2 separate regions of the Sus scrofa genome follow, and region 2 is linked to region 1. Evidence: chromatin contacts called from public HiChIP or PLAC-seq data. All regions are on one chromosome and are shown on one strand. Each heading gives the region's core, a stretch centred on a gene start, on an enhancer-like site or on the middle of the called end of the contact. The rest is flanking DNA. Distances are from core to core; before and after follow the strand shown. Region 1 holds the start of DOK2 (docking protein 2). Region 2 holds the start of REEP4 (receptor expression-enhancing protein 4).

Region 1 (6,908 bases), core at 4,071-6,570:
TACCAATCCTTCCACGCGGTTGGAATCAGCCTTGCCAACTAGACTGCCCTGAGCTCCCTCCGCTCTGAATGTAGAACTCTTTCCTGAGTGTATGGGCAGGCACCTCCCTCCCCACCTCCACTCACGTCCTTCTACCCGGGATGCTCTTCATACATCCCTTCTCACCCAGGAAGGTCCACCTTACATGCCACCTTTGATAGGAAGCCTTTCTCAGTCCCCCGATGAACAGCCATTTCCTCCCATAGCTGTTATGGCCCCCTTTTGTGACTGACATCTGTGCCTCATCTCACCTGCTCTGGCCTTGAAGCAGCGTGAGGCCAGGGCAGACTAGAGCCTTCCCAACAGTGCCCCATAATACTGGCTGAGTTGGCCAGTAGCAGAAACGCACTGACATCCCTTCCCGTGGAAGCAGGTTTTGCTGAGAGGAGGAAGCGCAGAGCCTGACCTGTGGGAAAATGGGAAACAAGGAAGGTTCAGAGCAGGAAGGGTTCTCAGTGCCTTCATGGAAGAACCTCCTCCTCTTACAGATCAAGAGGGCAAGTCTCCGGAAGGCAGGCGTTTGAGTGGGGTTAGTCCCATTTCTAGCACACAAGGCTCAATAACAGGCAACTCTTGCTTATCTTCCAGTCCAGGTACACGCAGACACACAGACACACGGCTCCCGTGCTACTCTTCTGGGGCTGACCCTTCCCTAGCAAAGGGTTGAAGATGCTTGAACATCTGTCCCAGGGTGCCCCGGCTTCTGCAGACCTCCACCTCGCTGGACAGATCTGGGGACCCAGCCTAGGCTCAGAGATGGCCTTGCTGCTGGGAGAGGGGGTGTCAGTGGTGGCCAATCGGAACAGTCACCCCCCCGCCCCCCGCAGGCCTGTGCCTGTCCCAGCCCTGCCTCACACACTCATGCCACATAGAAATGTTTCAGAAACGTTTAATGCCACAAACAAGTCCGAAAGCTGCAGCCATCCTCCTGAGTGCCTGGAGCCACGGCTGTCCTCTGAAGGGGACGTCAGCAGACAGGCAGCCTGCACAAGCCAAGGAACCAGGGCGATCTGCTCACATCTTTTTGTCCTCGGCCCTAAATGCTGGAGGTTCCATTTAGGCTCGGGGGGTGGGGAGTGGAGAAGAGGAAGTAGAAAGGAGTAGGAGAGTCGGTCTCTTCAGGGCACTCTTCCTGCTTTGGGATGGTGACTCACGAGGCAGGCCCTGCGAGGGGCAACTCCTCAGAAGAGACGAAGGCAGCCAAGCCTAGGGTTCTGGAAGGAGCAGCGAGAGGGTCCTGGGAGGCGGCGGCCAGCAGGGGTCACCAGCAGAAGCTGGAAGGGGATGCCCGCTTACTCCTCCGGCTCCTTCTCCCCAGCTCTAACCCTGGCCTGTGTGCACAGGGCGGCTTCAGCGCTGGCATCCCATAGGGTCCACAACTCGCCGGCCCTCCCATCACTTTGGGCCTTTCTTAAGTACGACATTGTCATACTCCGTTCCCTGTGGCCAGCCAGAGGCAGAAAAGTCCTGCCCTGACTCGTAGACATGCTGGAGGCCGCTGCGGTCCCTGTCAGCTGTGGCCTGCCTCTTCCAGGCCTCACCCCGGGGCTCCTTCGGGCTGTCATACAAGGACAGGGAGGCCACGCCCTCGGGTTCATCGTATATGTGGTCGGGTCTCAGGGGCGGGTGCTCCTCGATGCTGTCATACAGAGGGTCAACCGGGAGCTGCCGGGGGCCGGGCAGGATGCCTCTCAAGCTCTTGCCCAGGTTACGTGCCACTGCATCGAAGGGTACCGCGTACTCCCCCTCTGGGCCCCGTTGCCGCGGGGTGGGCACCGGGATGGTGGGCGAGGGTGGTGGCAGTGAGTCGGCGGGTCGGGAGTAGGGGCTCTCTGGCCGGGGCAACACTGTGGGACCGGGACGGGCTGGCTTTGGGGCCCAGGAGGGGCGGCGTTTTTCTGGGCAGAGATGGCCTCTTCCAGGGCTAGGAAGATCTCATTGCCTTGCCGAGTTTCAAATTCAAAGCTGCCCTCCCCTGAGACACAGCGGCGGCCAGCCTCAAAGGAAAACGTTACCTGGGTGGAGGAGAAAGAAGATGACTGCCTGGCCACGGCAGGGCCGCTGCTCCCGGACCAAGCTCCCAGCCACAAACCTATCACCTCCAACTACCCCCTCCCCAGGAACTGCCTACCCCCCTGCCCCACCCCCGCCTCCAGCTGCTCCCCCTCCCCTTTCCCTCCATGTTTTTCTTACAAGTGAAGCCTCTCTCATCTTCCCTCCTTTCCCCTCCCATCCATCCGAGCAGGAAGCTTGGCATCCAGTTTGTGCTGCACGAGGCCAGCCACTGCCCACCCTGTAACCTCTGCTTTCCTTCTCACCCTCCTCCACCACCATCTCCCCTCCCCTGCTTCTGTCCTCCAGCCCCCAGAGCTGGGCTGCTTTTCCTCTGCCGGCCTCTATCTTCTCTTCCTCCTCCCATTCTCTCCTCCCTTGTGGGCCCCTTCGCCCCTTCCTTGATAGTTTCCTTGCTCTCAGAGCTCAGTACGTCTTAAACCTGCCCCTCACAGCCCCGGCTCACCTTGTCCCGCCCAAAGCGCCGCAGGAACCTGTAGGGCCATTCATACAGCTGGGTGCCTGGCTCAGGACCACCCCACAGCTCCAGGGCGCTCTCCCCAGTCCGCAGGGTATAGGATCCCCAGAGCCGGCACCTCTCACTGGCTTCTGTAGGCCTCATGGTCACAGCAAACTCCTTGCAGGGGACCGCTGGGGAGGAGGGGGAGCAGTTAATGGGAAACGGCTGGCCTGTCTCACCTCTGCCCTGCTCTAAATAGCGCGCCAGCTTTCCAGAAAAGGTATGACCCATATCCCCAGGACCCTGCAGCCAAGGTCCCAAAAGCTGTGCTGCTCTGTGCCAGGTCATACTCCCCAAAATACCAGGTACCTCCACCCCTCCCCCCCAGGAGACATCACACCCTAGCCACATGCACCCTGACCTCGTGCCACTTCCTTCCGGCCCCTGTCGCCAGAGCCAAAGCCTTGTCTCCTCCATCTCATCTCTGCCCCCACCCAGCCGCCTCCCCAATCCCTGCAGTCACGGCTGCAGGTGCAGCCAACCCTGCCCGCCCAGCCCTCGGCCCACCCTCCTCCTACCGATGCCATCAGGTGCCCTCCGAGGCTAGGAGCCCGGATGTCTCCCCAGCCCCCAGTCCACCTGCTCTCCACACACACCCATCCAGAGGGCAGGAGGGGGACTGCCTTGTCAGCCAAAAGCTCCCTTGTCCCAGGACACCTTAATCCACGGGAAGAAAACCATTCTTTTTACAGTCAATTGCTCAGTGCCCACAAGAGAGAGTTCAAGAGCAGCACCTTCACCCAGACCCTCCGGCTGGGCCTTTCCCAGCAGCAGGGCCTGGACAAGAGGGAGCGGACTGCAGGTGAAGAGCTGACATGCATGCTGGCCAGCCTCCCCCACCACAGGCCAGGCCGGAAGCGATGCTGATAAGGGGCTGGCCAGGGCCAGGGGCAACCACAAGGCAGGAAGACTCCGCTGGCAGTCAGCCAGCCTGCACTGCCTCCCCAGTACGCCCTGGGGAGAGCACCCACGGAAAAGAGGCAGCCCCCCACCTCACCTGTGGTCGTGCTGCTGTACAGTTCATTCTCCTCCATGCGGGGCCGGCTGCCCTTTCCCTCCTGGCCTAACAGCTCCTTCCTCGGGCCCTGGGGAGGAAACCCAAGGCTCACCACCATCACCAACCCCAAGCCCTACCTCTGGCCCAGCTTTCTTTCAAAACACACTCAACCAGCTACCCCCTATTCTGACTCGGGATGCTTCCTCCCCCACCCCAGCATCTTGACCTTGGCCCTTCCAACACTGGCCCAGAGCAAGCATCAAGTGCCCCCACGCCTTTCCGCAGCCCTGGACGACTCACCGGGAAGGCCAGGAGGCAGATGGCCTGTATCCAGTCGCCACGCTCTGTGGTTGGGGCCGCCAGCAGGTACAGGCGCTCTGTGGTCTCCAGGAAGAAGGCGCTGGTGTCCCGGGGGCTGCTGGCCTCCCCACCAGCCTCGGCCACCCGCAGGCAGTCACTGAGACGGATGACCCTCCGGGGGGGCTCTCCCCGGCGAGGCTTCTCCGGGCCCTCCTGGAGCTCCAGCCGGGCCAGGGCACAGCCCGACCCTCCGTACAGCACAGCCCCGAACCGGCGCCATTTCTGCCCCCAGATGGGGAGACGGAGAGACGGTGACCAGAGGGGAGAGGAGGGCCCAAGGGAGACGGAGGTGAGGATCACAGGAGACCCAAGGAGGCAGGGAGCCTAACGGAGGCCTTGGGAATTAGGAAGCATTGGAGATCCACCCCCAAGCAACCCAGAAGGAGGCCTGTGAGGACAGCGGAGAAGATGCTAAAGGTAGAAAAGGCACAGTGGAGAGCCCCGTGGAGGCAGACTGCAGGGAGGCCCGGCAGGCCCAACCCAGGGGATCCGAGTCACCAGGCAGAAAGCCTGTGCGTCTTGAGGCCCAGAAGGATGGCCCAGACTGGGGCCCATCATTCTGGTTCTGTGTGAGGCCTCATGGAAGGCACCTGTCCCCAGGAACGTCAGCTGACCCTCCTGAACCCTCCCGCCCCATCCCCTGACAAGTCAGGCCATGAGAGAGACAGACGGACGGAGAGGAGCCCTGGGGTGGGTCAGCTGAAGGAAGGAGCACTTCCTCATTCAAGGAGGCCAAGGAGGGGAAAGGAATCAGGACACCACGGGGCCCTGGCTCCCAGAGACCAAGCTCAAGCTCACAGGCCAAACGCACCCCACTGGGGCAGGAAAAAAGGAAGGAACTCCCACTGCAATCCCAAATGATCCCCTCTGCCATTCCCTCCATCCCCTCCCAAGGTGCCCTGGTGAGAAGTTGCCACAGGGCAAGAAAGGCAAGAAACAGAGCCAGAGCCCCTCCCCCCACTCCTCCCCACCCCCACCCCGGGTCAGCAGCCGTCAGCAAGAGCAGAGTCTGGGGCCTGGTCAGGGAGGTCAGCAGCTGCTGAGGAAAGAGCCCTCTCAAGCTTGTGCTCTGGGCCTGAGGCGGTTGATGGCACAGTCCCTGGCATCTCCTAAGGGTTCTGGAACATTCCAGGGTCTCCTCTCCTCCCCGGGAGAGTCTAGCGAAGCCCCAGCCTCTCGGCCCAGCCCCAGCCCAGCCCAGTCCAGCTCTTCCTACCTTCCCGAAAGTCTGCTGCTGCTGAAGGTACAGGAAGCCCTGCTTCACCACGTCCTCCATCCTCCCACCATCCCCGGCCCTGAGCCTCAGCGCTCCTTCCACTCCCGCCCTCTTTCTCTCCTCACTGCCCTATGTTCCCCCTTCTCTCAAGTTCATTTCCTCTCTGCCTAGAGTATTCTGCACTATTCTAGTCTGCTTGATGACGACAAGCTGATAGGCCCTGTGGTTTCTTGCTGTGTGTGTGTGTGTTTTCTTTTTGATGAGTGAGTTTCACACTCAAGCTTCCTGCATTTTTCAGTGAGTAAGACAGCATTTCCAAAAAGCCAAATTCCATTGCTTCAGTGAGCAACAACTCAGGTACAGAACCTGGCATGGAGAGTCACCACCACAGAGTGGCTGACCCACTGGAACAGAGACCCACTGGAACAGAGACCCAGAAGAAATTTGACAGTAAAACCAGTCACCAAGGCCCCCTCGCCCCAAGCTGAATGCTTAGCATGACAAAACAAGGTCAGAACCATAGAAATCAACCAGTCCAACTCCCTCATTTAAAAATGAGGAAACGTGGAGTTCCCGTCGTGGCGCAGTGGTTAACGAATCCGACTAGGAACCATGAGGTTGCGGGTTCGGTCCCTGCCCTTGCTCAGTGGGCTAACGATCCGGCGTTGCCGTGAGCTGTGGTGTAGGTTGCAGACGCGGCTCGGATCCCGCGTTGCTGTGGCTCTGGCGTAGGCCAGTGGCTACAGCTCTGATTCAACCCCTAGCCTGGGAACCTCCATATGCCGCGGGAGCGGCCCAAGAAATAGCAACAACAACAACAAAAAGAAAAAAAAAAAAAATGAGGAAACGTGAAGTTCCCTGGTGGCTCAGTGGGTTAAGGACCTGTCATTGTCACTGCCGTGGTATGAGTTCAGACCCTGGCCCCAGGAACTTCCACATGCCAGGGACATGGCCAATAAATAAATAAATAAATAAATAAATAAAAATGAGGACACTGAGGTTCAGGAAGGTCTGAGGGACAGATCCAAGGCCACCAAACCGGAACCCAGGTCTCTCAACCCAGGAGGAGCTGAGCACACACACGCCCAGCACCGTGGACGAAATCACCTCACCACTTTCACACACTCTGCTGCAATGGTTTCACTCTGTGGGGAGCACTCCCTGCCCCCACCATGGTGACACACACGTACACCACCTCCATGAGATTATAGAAACATGAACGTTCCCACACGCTATGCTCCCCAAGCATATCTCAACTGCTGGAGTTCACCATCTTTCCAGCTTTTGTGAGCATTATAAAGACAACTGAGTTCCAGAGTTCCCGTTGTGGCTCAGCAGGTTTAGAACCCAACTAATATCTATGAGGATTTGGATTCGATCCCTGGCCTCACTCAGTGTGGTAAGGATCCGGAGTTATCTCCGGCTGCAGTGTAGGTCACAGACACAGCTTGGATCCCATGTCACTGTAGCTGTGGTGTAGGCTGGCAGTTGCAGCTCCAATTCGACCCCTAGCCTGGGAACTTCCATATGTTGTGGGTACGGCCCTAAAAAGACAAAAAAAAAAAGACAACTGAGTTCCAGTCAGTTGGAGATTATCTTTCTAGGTTAAAACAGTAACCTCTTATACTTATATTTAAAAAAAAAAAAAAAAAAAAAAAAAGAACTTCCCATCGTGGCGCAGTGGTTAACGAATCCAACTAGGAACCATGAGGTTGCGGGTTCAG
Region 2 (6,262 bases), core at 858-3,357, 230 kb after region 1:
AGGATGGGTGGACGAACTTGCGGTAAAGCAGGCTGGCCCCCTTGGTGTAGGGGGAAAGCAGCCACAGCACGAAGGCCATCTTGATCTCGTAGTAGAAAGGGAACCTGTCAGAGCAAAGGGGGTGAGGCCAGCCGGGGAGCCAGGCCAGGGAAGGCGGCTCCTCCCCACAGCCCACCTAACCCCTGCCTCCATACCAGGAAACAAAGATGTCTGTGAAGGTCTCCACCGCCATGAAGAGCGCAAAGACGATCCAGTACATCATCCACCGGACCTGGGGGCAGGGTGGGGGAGATGGCAGAGAGGTCAGAAGCCGGCAGCTGAGCCTGCAGTGCCAACTCCCCTGTCCCAGGCTGACCCGGCCCGGAGATTCCAGAAAGCCTGTCCCACGGCATTCCCCTGGCACCTGGCTGCCCTTAGAGAGTTACCTCTGAGAAACTGCCACTCATTCCTGTACCCACCCCCAACAGGCTTCACCCACAAGATTCTGCAAGGAACCCCAATAGCCCACCCTCCATCTACACCCACTCTGTTCCAGGATATGCCACCAGATTATAGGCCTCTGAGCTGGAGACCAGCTCAGACCCCTCCCACTTCACCAAATCCCACCACACCCCCTACGGCTGCTGTCCCCGCACCTGAGCCAAGCCCTCTTGCCCACTCCCACACTCACATATTCACGAATGTTCTTAGTCTTCACAGCCTTGTAGGAAGCATACGCTGGGTACAGCATCCCAAACACCAGCCTGAAGAGCAGCCCCCAAAGCAGAAAAGGCATGTGAGGGGCAGCACTCCCCACCCTGCTGCCAGGTGGCCACTCCCCCCTGGGTTCAAGACTGCAGAGCCTGCCTTGTTCTTCCCGCTTGGCTTGCACAACCTGCACCTGAGTCAGTGCCCTGGAGGCCGCCTCCCCACCCGCTGTTTACAAACATCCCAAGCCTGCCCAGGCCTGCAGGAACGGCCCATCCATGGGTGCGTGATGCAGTGAGAGTGCACACAGCTACTCCACAGGATGGGTGGGAGGCAGGCTTCTGAGCAGTGAGGGTGGCAGGCTGTTCCCTCCCATGGATGTGCAATCAAGCCCAGGGCCACCAGACCTGGCACTGGCAGGCTGCAGACAGGGATAGCTGAGCCAGGTGCTAGAGTACTGAAAGGTGATGAGTAGGACAGAGTGGGCAGGCTGAGGCCAGCGTGGTGAGTCACGTGACTGACTGCTCAGATGGGAAGCAAGCACCTGGATTCTCCACCCGCAAAGGTGCCACAACATCTTGTGTTTGCCAGGGGGCCCCTGGCTGGCCTGTGGTCCTCTGTCCCATGCACCTGGCTGCAGCGAGTGTGTGAATGCAAAGGGTCGCCATCAGCCAAGTAGGCTTGAGGGTTGGGGGACAAGCAGCCCCGCAGATCCGTTAACCCTTTCGGTGAGTGCTGAGGGGAGGGGAGAGGTGTGAGGGAGCTCAGCAAGCCCCCTTTCCCGCCAGACATTGCCAGCTTTCACCCAAGGGGCGGGCGGGCTGGCACCAGGGACAGAGGGAGTATGAGAGGGGCGGTACTCACACCACCAGACGACAGATCATCCAGGACACCATCCTGCAGCTTCAATCAAGAACGAAGGGAGATCTCTCCGGGAAGACCCCCAGACGGACGCTCACGCCAGCGCTGGAATGAGATTAAGAGTGAAGGTGTGCGAACCACAGGGGCACTCGGGCTGCCCCTGGACGGAGGCAGAGCCCTGCTGCCCACTAACTCCGCAGTGCGGGAAGCCTGAAGAATTGGGAGACCAGAGGGCCGGGACAGGCAGGAACCGACTTGGGAACCAGTACCGGCCGACGTGCTCTTCCGCCCGGCCTCGCCGTTCCCGCAGTTACCGCTCCGACCTGCACTTCCTGCCGCGGGGAACCAGGCGTTCGGCCCTTGCTGGGGCGCTGCGGCTTCCGGGCCGGGGGCGGCTGGTCGCAGCCTGGGCTCGTGCAGGTCCCCGCGGTCAGGACACCGGCACCGGCCTCGGGGCGGGGTTTGCAACTCACTTGAAAGTTGCACGGAACTGGGCTCTGCCCAACCCCAGGTCTCCAGCGCTGGGCGCAGGCGCAGTGCGGCCCCGGAGGGGGCGGGACGAGGTCGGGAGGCGAGGTGCCTGGCCCTTAAAGTGGCGATGCGCCTCGGACTCGCAGATGGGGCTGGAGGTTGAGCAGCCCTCGGACTGGGAAAGATTTGGGGGTGGGAAGCGGCAACGAAAAGGTGAAACAGAAAGAAATGAAGGAAACTTGGAGTCCAGAGTTTTCGTGGCTCTTCACTAGCCCCCTACTTTTGCCTCGTTTTTCCCCTCTGTAAAATGGGCCTGAGATGTGTGGAGGTCCCCCTTTAGAGGCTCAGGCACAAGTGGGAGGGAGGTTTGGCAGAGAGCCAGCAAATCTGGTTTTAGAGCGCTAGGTCAGGAGGTGGGTAAGTGCCTCAAAGATGCTGAGGTGCCAGAGAGGGAAAACCGGGAGCAGGTGGAGAGGGAACCCGAGAGACTCAGCATCCCGTCCCACTCACCCTGAAGAGTGGGCTTCCGGGGTGAACTGCACCCTGGGTTACCTTTCCAGGGCCCACATCCCTGGGCTGGCGGAATGGAGAGATTCTGGGTGGAGACCCCAGTGCCCAGTGCCCCCCATGTCTTCTTCTCCGGAAGTTTGAAATTCCATCAGTTTCTGTGAGTTAAGGGCACAAATATCCCTGGGAACGGAATAGTATCAACGACCACTGGTGTAGTGCATTTTTGAGGGCAGAGACTTGATCTTTACAAAGATTCCTCCCCTCCTTTTTTCGTCTTTTTTAGGAGGTTCCCAGGCTAGGGGTTGAATCAGAGCTCTAGCCACTGGCCTACACCACAGCCACAGCAACGTCAGATCCGAGCCACGACTCTCTCCATCTACACCACAGCTCATAGCAATGCCAGATCCTTAATCCACTGAGCAAGGCCAGGGATCGAACCTGCATACTAGTCAGATTCGTTTCCACTGAGCCATGAAGGGAGCTCCAAAAATTCCTTTTTTTTAACCGCTTAGGAAATAGATTCAATGGTGAAAAGTAACATGTCAAATAGCGTCTGATGGTGCTTGTTGCTGGGTGATAAATAAATGCTTGGCTTGACCAGTCTTATTCTGAGGCCAACCCCTGGAAAAGTTCCTCTAGGGAAAGGTGTGTATCTAGAAGAAGGCAGGTAGCTCAAAAGAGGAGGCAGATTTTGCTGCTTCTATCCCTTTCTGCATGGGGTTGCCTTTTTGTATGTGTGTGTTTTTTGCCTTTTCTAGGGCCGCTCCCACAGCATATGGAGGTTCCCAGGCTAGGGGTCTAATTGGAGCTGTAGCCGCCAGCCTACGCCAGAGCCACAGCAATGCAGAATCCGAGCCCTGTCTGTGACCTACACCACAGCTCATGGCAATGCCAGATCCTTAACCCACTGAGCGAGGCCAGGGATGGACCCGCAAACTAATGGTTCCTAGTCAGATTTGTTAACCACCGAGCCACGACGGGAACTCCGGGGTTGCCTTCTTTGTATCTCTTCTGCTAGGTGCTTCATTCCTGCCTCTGAAACTGGGGAGCCCAGCTTGCCCTCACCGTGCACAGCCTCCCCTCTGCCTCACGGGGCTGAAATGAGGGTGACAGCAGAGCTGCCCAGGGCTGTGGGGGTGGAAAACATGGGCAGTTATTACTTTTTATAAGAGCCATAGTTACCACCCACCATCTATCAAAAGGATGGATAGCTAAGGATGAAGGCCAGGGAAAGGAGGCTTCTTGGGGATAAATGCTCGGTGATTACACAGTCTTAATTATTATCATCCACTTTATTGGTGTTGCTGTGAGAGCTTGCAGTGAAACAAGCCCACAGGAGAAACTCTCCTGAGGCTCTGAGGCCTCCTTCTCCATCCAACCACCTTCTCACACTGGCCCTCGCTCCCACCTGAGACTGGAGGAACACGAACCACCAAGGGCTAGAATCCCCTCAGGGAGGTCCCGGCCCCCGTCCATCTCTAGGCCCATAGTAATGGAGGTGAAAAGTATCCTTGTCTCCTTGGGGCAGAAGGATGCAACTGACCTCTGGACACTCAGAAGGAGCAGGCAGCTGCAGAAGAGGGAAGGGACACCTATTCCTCTGGAAGTAAGGGTGCCTTGGACTTCCCGTTGTGGCTCAGCAGTAACAAACCCGACTAATATCCATGAGGATGTGGGTTCGATCCCCGGCCTTGATCAGTGGGTTAAGGATCCAGCGTTGCTGTGAGATGTGGTATAGGTCACAGATGCGGCTTGGATCTGGCATTGCTGTGGCTCTGGCGTAGGCCAGCAGCCGCAACTCCCATTTGACTCCTAGCATGGGAACCTCCATATGCCTCGGGTGTGGCCCTAATAAGAAAAAACAAACAAAAAAAGAAGTAAGGGTGCCTGGGTGGCTGTGTGCAGGTGAGCTTCAGGTCCTTTGGTACCTGCTGCAGAACTGCCCCTCCTCCCCTGCCTTTGATGCCTCCCAGAGGTCACAGGACCTCAGCATCACAGGCCTCTCTTTACCCCCATTCGCTGGTGAGGAGCCCCCCTGTGCCCACTATAAACCAACCCAGCTGGGACAGCTTTTCCCATGGATTCTCTTGGTCCCAATGACTGTGCTTAGAAAATCTAAGGGACAGGAGGTCAGAGATTTGCTGCTGGGAGCAGGGGTCAGCTTGGGGGGGCCTGAGGCTGACAGCTGAGGGCAGTCGCCCTCCTTGGCCTTGGCAGAGTGAGTGGACTCTGCCTCTCACGCCCTTTGGTCCTGAGCTGTTGACACAGCCACTGGGTTACACTGGGTTGCTAAGCAGCTCTCTGGACATACGGATGAACCGCCCCTGGCAGGTGACCAGGCAGGCATACAGCAAGCAGGCGCCATTTCCCATGCACAGAAAGCTGGGCTTTTGGGGTGGGGGAAAAAGCCTCTACCAAACCCTGGGAGGCGCCCTGGGGGGAGTGACACTCAGAGTGGTGTTTATCTTTCTACTGGGCGACAGAGTGCCAACGTGTCTGGGAGACTCAACCCGCTTTCCCTGGCAACCTCTCCCTGGCCCAGTGTGAGGGCCCATTCCCCATTTGAAACAGTGGGACACGCATTCCCAGGACAGTGTGACTGGAGGACCCGAGAGGTGTCGCTAAGCCAAGAGCACACGAATGCACTTTTAGAAGATGGAAACCCTGACACATCGCCTAGGAGACTAGTGGGCATCTGAGGCTAAAGGTAAAACATAGGGTACAGGGGCTCTGGGACCAAAGATGGGTGAGGAACCTTAACCCACAGAACAGCAGGTCTCCCCAAAGATCAACCTTCTCCTGGCCCATAAAGCAGCCTTCTTTCTCTAAGCCACTGCTGAATCTCCTAGAGTCCTACAACCAAAAAAAAAAAAAAAAAAAAAAACTTCGTTCTGTGCCAGACACACTATTCTAAAGATGTTACATATATTAACATCATGTAAAGCAAATGCATTCAAATCTCACAGGGAGCAGGATTATCCACATCTTCCAGATGAGGAAACTGAGATACAAATAGGCAGAGGAACGTGGTTGAGACCACCCGGCTAGTAAGTGGTGGAATCAGGCTTGGACAAATTAAGTTTTATTATCGACTTTACTGATGGAGAAGCTCAGCTCAGGGAAATCGGTCCACTTGCTTGACATCACACCAAGGGCGGAGAGTGGCAGAATGATGCACATTTGCCCAGCAGAGGGAGGTGGAGAGGAGGACGGCAGGCTTGTCCTTGGCCATGTTGGTTGAATTTGATGTGACCGAGGGACAGACTCCAGTGTCAGTGGGCCCCAAGTCTGTGATCTCCAGGAAGGAACATGACTGTGAGTCAGCCCCAGGTGGTAGAGACTCGTCACACTTGCCCAGCATCAGAGTGTCATCACCATGAACTTCTGACCCCAGCACCAGCTGACCTTGGGGTGCCTACTTACTCCTCAGAGGGAAGGGAGCAGGGAGGAAGGGGGTCGCTGGCTCCCTGCCAGCAGCAGGGTCAGACAACACAGCTCTGTTCCTAATGAAACGGGTGCTGCTGACCATCGCCATTGGACACCTGAGAGCCGTCAGCGGGGTGGGAACTTTTTATTTGAAGCAAGTGAATCAGGGTATGCCCCCAAGGGCCCCTGGGCATTCTGCCACCGGGAGGCCCTCACACAGTCTGGCCCCCCTGCCCCATGCCCTTCCCGCCAGCCTTGCATCCCAGAGCCAGCTGTTCCCAGTGTACAGCAGAGGGCAGCAGAAGCT

The links. HiChIP or PLAC-seq counts read pairs in DNA pulled down with a chosen protein or histone mark.
Region 2: an H3K27ac HiChIP or PLAC-seq map of alveolar macrophages shows a contact between it and region 1. The contact joins the promoter of REEP4 here to the promoter of DOK2 in region 1. A contact is called at or near these places in 1 of 5 promoter capture datasets (liver), 3 of 47 Hi-C or Micro-C datasets (embryonic fibroblasts, heart right ventricle and liver) and 1 of 2 datasets of contacts at active chromatin or transcription factors (alveolar macrophages).

Annotation. Positions count from the first base shown.
Region 1 is chr14:6,175,575-6,182,482 of Sscrofa11.1, forward strand. DOK2 (docking protein 2) reads right to left here and starts at 5,321. Exons shown (of 6, transcript NM_001185102.1): 1 at 5,185-5,321; 2 at 3,909-4,190; 3 at 3,609-3,696; 4 at 2,558-2,742; 5 at 1,893-2,054; 6 at 913-1,890. The coding sequence starts at 5,244. The coding sequence ends at 1,435.
Region 2 is chr14:6,413,505-6,419,766 of Sscrofa11.1, forward strand. It overlaps REEP4 (receptor expression-enhancing protein 4), which reads right to left and starts at 2,108. Exons shown (of 9, transcript XM_001927617.5): 1 at 2,022-2,108; 2 at 1,552-1,653; 3 at 671-743; 4 at 195-271; 5 at 1-104. The coding sequence starts at 1,583. LGI3 (leucine-rich repeat LGI family member 3) reads right to left here. Exons shown (of 8, transcript XM_003132797.4): 8 at 5,596-6,262.